2 separate regions of the Rattus norvegicus genome follow, and region 2 is linked to region 1. A link is a contact called in public Hi-C data. All regions are on one chromosome and are shown on one strand. Each heading gives the region's core, a stretch centred on a gene start, on an enhancer-like site or on the middle of the called end of the contact. The rest is flanking DNA. Distances are from core to core; before and after follow the strand shown. Region 1 holds the start of Skil (SKI-like proto-oncogene). Region 2 has its middle 43 kb from the start of Skil.

Region 1 (3,475 bases), core at 700-3,199:
CCAGAGCCAGGTGCGAGGTGACCAGGCGCTCAGTCTCAGGACTGTCCTGGCTTTGCGCCTCAGTTTTCCAGCCAGCCTTCTGAATATCCTGGCGGTTAGAACATCTATTCCCCGAGACTCGCAGATGCTGCTCTCCCCACACTGGCTCTGCACAGAACATCATTATCTTTGCTGAGCTTCTGTCTCTATGGCAATAACAGATGGGAAGTGCTGTGGAATTATTCATGTTCACACAGGCAGTCAAGAAACGGGCGAGTAGGAGGTGGGAGAGGGGCATGACCTGGGAGCACGGAGATGGGGGCCGACAGGAGCTGGGGCGGGGGCGGTGATGAGAGGTGACATTTGTTAGACCTATTGTGGGGTGAAAAAGGACGAAAATTCTTCAAGCACAAAAGTACTCCCAATTGGATAGCTGCAAATGTGGACCCAAACATGAGTAACCCCGAAGCGGTAAAATAAACTGGGCGAGAAAAAAAAAAAGAAAATAAAAAGGAGGGGTGGAGTGGGGGCGGGGAGCACCGCCGTCGCCGAAGCTTGAGTTCCCTAAGTCTGCGCAGTGCTACTCGCTGCGCTATTTCAGTTCCTGATCCTGCGGTGGGGTGGAGAAAAGGGGATTTCTTGGTGTTTCGAAATATGACGGGCTAGCTTCACAGAGTTGAATATTCGAGCTATCCTGGGTACGTTGGCTAGGAAGTCCCCTCATCCACCCCCGCCGGCGGTTCGAGGTGGCAGCCGAAAGTGGTTATCTTCCCCCACCTCTTACCGTCTCTGGAAAAAAAAAAAGAAAAAGAAAAAAGAAAAAAAAAAAAAAAAAAGGAAAAGCCCGAAAACCCCAACCAAAGTGCTTAGTGAATTAGAACCGGTCACTTTATGGAGGACGAGAGCAGCTGGGGCAGCAAGGTCTGCCCCGGCGGTGCTGAAACCTCCGCCTCCCGGGCGATGGCGGCCCGGGAGGCGACCGGGTGAGGCCACCCCAGCGCGGCCAGGCGGGGCTGATCGCCAGCAGCTGGCAGGGCGGCCGCGGCGGGAGGCCCCACGGGGGCGAGAGGCCCCGCGACGTCTGCGCGCCGGCGGGGGGGGGGAGAGCTGGGGGAGGGAGCGCGGGGGGAGCACGGGGGCAGGTGGCAGCGCTGAACGGGGAGGGTGGCAGCGCGGGGGCGTCTGCGCGGCGGGCTCAGCCCGGGGGTCGCGGCGGGGAGCCACCCGCAGGCTACCTCCGGGGCGGGGCCAGGCGGCCAGCTGCGGCCGCGGGGGTGGGGGGCTGTTGGCCGAGTCTGACCTCGGGCGCGGCCAGCTGCCGGGGTCGCGCACAGTGCAGCCCGCCGCGCCCTACCCCCTCTCCGCCTTCTCACCCCCGCCTTGCCGCGCGGCGGCCCAGCGGCCAGGGCGCCCCCAGGTCTGGCCCGTCACCACACGGCGGCGGGCGTGGCGGGGGCGGCCCCAGACAGCCGGCTGGGCGACTCGAGGAAGGAAGGAGGGCGGCGGGGGTGGGGCCGAGGGAACATCCTGTCTGCGCCGGGCACCGCAGACAGTGCCGTGCGCCAGCCGCCCAGACGGCGCGCCGGGCCAGCCAGCAGCGCGGGGCACGCGCGGGAGGGGGCGGGGGAGCGGGAGACCGGCGCACGCGCGTGCGCGGCGGAGGCACCAGGCGCGCGCCCCGGCCAGGGCCGGAGAGGCGCGCGCAGCCTGAAGCGCGCAGACCGCGAGGAGCCACAATAGGGCAGACGGCGCGCGCGCTCGAGGGACTGGCTGGCGCGGGGCCGCGCGGCGCCGCTGGCTTAGTTCCCTCCCCTCCCCCGCCCGCCGCCCTCGCTGTCCCCCGGGCGGCCGGAGACGGCGGCGGCGTCTGCGGGAAGCCGTGTCTCCGCAGTGACGTGGGCGGGCCGCGGGCCGGGTGACGTCAGAGGCTGTGTGTAGCGATGTGTGTGGGGTTCGGAGCGGCGCCGGCACAGCGAAGGCGGCGGGCGAGCGACGGCGACGGCGACGGCGGGCACAGGTGCGGCCGCAGGTCGCGAGGGGACGTGAGGGGCGTGCGGCCTCTGGGGGCGCTGAGGCGGCGGCGGGGGGGTTATGGGGAGGCCACAGAGCCCGTGGGGCTGTCCGGGCGCCGAGGGCCTGAGTGGGGCGTCCGGGATGCGTGGGGTCCCGGGCGGGGTCGAGGGCACAGGGCGCGCGGCGGGGGTCCCACGGGTGTACAGGCCTCGCAGATTCTAGGACGGGTCGGCTGGGAGGGGATGGCGGTGCACTTGACCCGAGCCGCCGGGACCCGGGAGACCTGGACACCGGTCATCGCCGCCATCCCCCGGCCGTCTGCGCTCGGCGGGGATGCCTCGGGCTGGCCCCATCTCTGAGCGTCCAGCGACGCAGGCTTCCGGGCTTGGCGCCCAACCTGCCTGCGCCCCTCTGGGTGTTACGGCTCAGGGTGGGTCAGTGGTGGGGAGGCGCAGCCCTGGGGCGCAGAGGTAACCCCAGAGAACTTCCCGCGGACCGAGTGCGTGGGGGATTTCCACCGGCGGCCCCCGCAGTGGGGCGATGTGGGGAGGGCACTTAGGGTGATCCCGGTCACAGAGGTGGGGGTTGGGAGGACTCCTACTTCCTCTGCCCCCTCTCACCTCACCAGACGTCGGGAGTCCTCTGCTTCCCGGTCCTTCGGGTTGATGATGAGTGGGTGTCTCTGCGTGTGCGCAGGGCTGCGGGGGCGCCCCTGGTCTAGGTCATGCCTCCTGCCCTTTTCCTTGGCTCGCCTTGGCTGAGGTGTCCCTGTAGTGGCGAAAGTCACAGTACGGTGGCTAGGTGGCTTTCGTCCGTAATTCTCTGGGTTTGTGTTAACATAAATTGCTGGGAGTTTAGAAGCAAAGGTTTTTATTTATCGGCTTTTATTGGGTTTTCTCCAGGGAGGGAAGTGGATGAATACTCTTTTTCGCCACTCTGCCTCCATTTGCATTCTTTGTGAGGTCTGTCTGCCTTGTGCTTTTTGTCCCGGATTAGTCTTGCTAAAGGATGGAGATTTCCAGGCATGGAGTCTTACAGCTTTTGGCTTCCATTAAGCAAATTCGCTAACCTTTTAAAGGGAAAGTTTTTCTTCTTCTTCAATTTAAAAAGATAGTATATATTGACTAGATGAATTAATCTGCTTGAGACTTAATTACATATGGTAGGTATATTAACATGTATCTTTTGCGGGGTGGGGGGAGAGCAGAAACTACAGGGTTCTTTTTTCTGAAGAGAAAGGATTACTTTTTAAAATTTAAATGGCATGCATAGTTGAGAAAGCCTCTGCTACTGCGTTTTGGTTATCCGTATTCTAAATTTGTGTACTCTTCCTTGTTTGGAGAGATATTATTTAATGCTCCTGTTACCCACGGTCTGGACTGCTTCCTATTTAGATGAAGTTTCTTTTAGATAACTGGTGTTAGGTTGGAAGAAACCACCCAAGTGTTACCTTTGGCAAAGTGAACTGAGTTTAAGATTAAGA
Region 2 (3,475 bases), core at 534-3,033, 43 kb before region 1:
GAGACTGGCATGTAGAAAGAGAACAGGTTAAGGCGTAGGGGATGAAGGTAATGAAGATGAGTTACGCAAGCATAGAAATCTTGTTTTTCTAGTTCCACTTTTGCCCTGGGTTTCTTTCATGTTTGATGGTGGGTACGTGAATAAAAATAGACTCGATAGCGAACAAAATCCAGCTCAAAGCGCCACTGTTTCTGTTCCAAATGGCTATTCCAAATACAGACGTTCATTACAGCGGCATGGGCTGGGTCTAGTTAGTTTCAGCATACGGTGTATTTTATTTGCAGAGTGTTCTGTAATGTGGTTTAAAATAAATAAGGGAGGCATGGCTAGGACCACAGGGCTAGATTTAACTCTTAACACCAGTTGGGTATGGTGGCAAACACAAAATCCCACCTCCTAACATGGGGGACCAGAGGATCAGGAGTTCAAGATCCTCCTTGGCTGTACTGAGAATTCCAGATTAACATGATCAAAGCTTGTCTTGAAAGAAAGTTGGGGGCGAGATGGTTCAGTAGTGCAGGCCCTTGTCAGCAGTCCTGACAACATAAATGGGGTCCCTGGGACCCACGTGGTAGAAATAGAGAAGCCACTCCTGAAAGTTGTCCTTTGACTGCCACACAAGTGCAACAGCACTGTCTCCTGATAAATAACAATTTGAAAATTTTTATGGGTGGAGAGATGGCTCAATGGTTAGGAGCACTGGCTGCTCTTCCAGAGGTCCTGAGTTCAAACCCTAGCAACCACATGGTGGCTCACAACCATCTGTAATGGGATCCGATGCCCTCTTCTGGTTGCATCTGAAGACAGCTACAGTGCACTCATATATAACAAATATGTTTTTAAAGAAAAATGTTATAAGAACTTTCTGTTTGTGAGTAGTTTTCTGACTTTATATTAACACTTAGGAATAAAATGTATATTACAGAAACATAACTTTGGAATTTTGGGTGTGCTTGTGGGTACATGGGCCTCAGGCGGCCTCAAGTGGTCCATCTTTTGTTTGTTATTTTTGTTGTTAAACTAGAGTAGCCTGGTCTAGTTGGCCAGTGAGTCCCAAAGATCATCCTGTCTCCATCTCCCCGAGCTGGGATCACAGACACATACCACCTGCCCTGCATGTTTATCAAACTCAGGCATAGCTGTACGGCTATTTTCCCCAGCTCCTTAACTTTACATTTTAATGGACTCAATACAGAAAGAGAGAGGGAAGGAGGGAGGGTGGAAAGCCAGAGTCAGAGTCGGAGGGGGCTCGAAACCAGGGCTTGCTTCTTAATTCTGAGCTGTATCCTAGAAAATGTGAGCAATTTTTCTCATCACTGAGGTTTTACTTAGCACAGATGTTTCCGTGAACCGAAGGATCTGTATTTGTGGCTGGTTTGGCTCCGTTTTACTGTTTGGTTTGGTTTTGGTTTTTGTTAAGGATTGGGCCCACAGCTTCATACATACAAGGCAAGGGCTGAGAAACAGTATGTCAGCCTTGATGTTTTTCTAAACTTTCCTTATTTTAAGCTTAAGAGTATAATTCAAGCGTTGATTGGAAGATTCTGAAATATGTTTTTATTTGAGAATTTCGTGCATGTATACAATGTATTTGGTCATCCACCCAACATTCTTCATTTCAGCTCTAGACCCTCCCCCTCCTCGAAGCAGACAGTTGTTTTGTCTTCATAACTCACAGCCAATCAGAGCTGCCCATGTGCGCACGCTGCGGAGCCTTCCACAGGAGCACAGAGCAACCTACCCGTAGTCTCCTTAAGAAAGATGACACGCCCGCCCCGCCCCCACTTCCCTCAGCTGCCAGTAACTCCTCCCCTAGGAGTGAGTCCTTTAGTCCGTCCCCAACCCCCTACCTCCCCACCCGCGCCTTCAATTCATTTTGGAATTTGGCTTCATTTTGTGCAACTCGTACAGGCAGGCAACCACAGCAGCCGGGCGCATGGGTACAATAGCCCGGTCACGTTCAAAAGACAGCGTTTCGCAGCTCTCCTCCCCATCCCCTGGCTTTACGTCCTCTTCTAAGGTGTTTGCTCATCCTCGGGATAGATGTCAAATTCGTATGGCTGAGCACACCTATTGTTTATTCTTAGCATGATGGATTTGGAGTTCACATTAACTGCTGCCCAGTAGGAAAAAGAAGCTTCTCAGCCAAGATGGAGAGTAGAGAGCAGATACATTTACGGAGAGAGTTGCTGGCACGGCTGCGCTGAGCAGAAAGGTGGAAGATCCCTCGGCTCTCAGCAGGTTCCGTGTTGCACTGTGTAGGGAGGGGAGAGTGAGAACTTTTTTCTCAGCAGCAGCAGCAGCAGCAGCAGCAGCAGCAGCAGCAGCAGGGTTCCCGGGGTTCTGGTGTGTGTGTATGCGGAGGGAGGGGCGGGTGTGTAAATCGGAACTCCACTGTGGCGGTGCAAGCCGAGTGGAGGCACCATAGTTCTACAGGAGTTGGAAAAGTGCAATTTTAAGGAAATTTCTGTTTGATATTATGAACAACTGTATTTCAGAAAAAGTTGGCTTAGAATTAAAAAAAAAAAAAAGCATACGCATGTGCTTATGTAGATTTCCTGGGTTAAAATGGTCTCTCCCTAGCTCGCAGTGTGGTTTGCGCTTGTGGGAGATCGGAAGTGGGGCTGACAATTTTGGTCTTGGTTGGCTGAGTGATGATGCTATGCTTCACCACCAGGGGTCAGTCTCTTGCCTAAGGATGGTCAGAGATATCCTGCAGAAGCAGTCTTACCAGCAAGCACCCAGTGACCAAGAAGTTCAAGATTTTATTGGGGTTCATCTGTGTCTCGATTTTTTCTTTTTTCTTTTTTTCGGAGCTGGGGACCGAACCCAGGGCCTTGCGCTTGCTAGGCAAGCGCTCTACCACTGAGGTAAATCCCCAACCCCTGTGTCTCGATTTTAATCAAGTCAACATATTATTCAAATTGTTCTTCAGAGTGAAAGCTGCGTTATTTGGGAGTTTGGCTTAAGTAGGATTCTTTCCCTCTGTAGGTACTGTAACTTCTATGTTTATGGACTGCGACTGAGAACCTCCTTTGTGTCAGGCAGTGAGGAAATATATGTGAGGGTTTAATTAGGCCACATTTCTCCTGTGAAGAATACTTCTAGTTGATAGTGAGACTAAAAGCAGAGGCAGCCATGACAGGTACCTCTAATCCCGGTCTGCATTAAAGGAGAGCCTGTCTCAAATAAATAGAAATAAATACAAGTAAAATTAAAGCTGACATGGTTATTAATATGCACAGGAATTTAGTTATTTCTGTATCAAATGTTACAGGACATTAAAGCGGTGTCCTTTATTGATTTAATCTATAATTAAGACATTTAGATTGTCCCTTGCAAACATGATTTTAACTAGGGCCATAGGTTGCATGAGGCTCTAGTTTGAATCCCTGGGACTGATAGGTGTAAAAAAAAAAACCCCAAAACAACCAAACAGCCTAAGAGGAACAATGAGGTTTGAGCTGGAGAGATG

What was found. Hi-C and Micro-C count contacts between places; a contact is called where the count stands out from the background.
Region 2: a Hi-C map of Schwann cells shows a contact between it and region 1, with 1.8 times the contacts expected there. The contact joins the enhancer-like site here to the promoter of Skil in region 1. A contact is called at or near these places in 4 of 12 Hi-C or Micro-C datasets (Schwann cells, liver and mammary epithelial cells) and 1 of 1 datasets of contacts at active chromatin or transcription factors (oligodendrocytes).

The regions. Positions count from the first base shown.
Region 1 is chr2:114,202,046-114,205,520 of GRCr8, reverse strand. It overlaps Skil (SKI-like proto-oncogene), which reads left to right and starts at 1,949. Exons shown (of 7, transcript NM_001398590.1): 1 at 1,949-1,996.
Region 2 is chr2:114,244,764-114,248,238 of GRCr8, reverse strand. No RefSeq gene overlaps it. Among named protein-coding and RNA genes, the nearest start is that of Skil, 43 kb to the right of the region's middle. Within about 2 kb of position 1,783, at least 20 of the 93 cell types and tissues checked have an H3K27ac peak or open chromatin away from gene starts, as enhancers often do. A contact at or near this core is called in Schwann cells and liver, where this site is marked.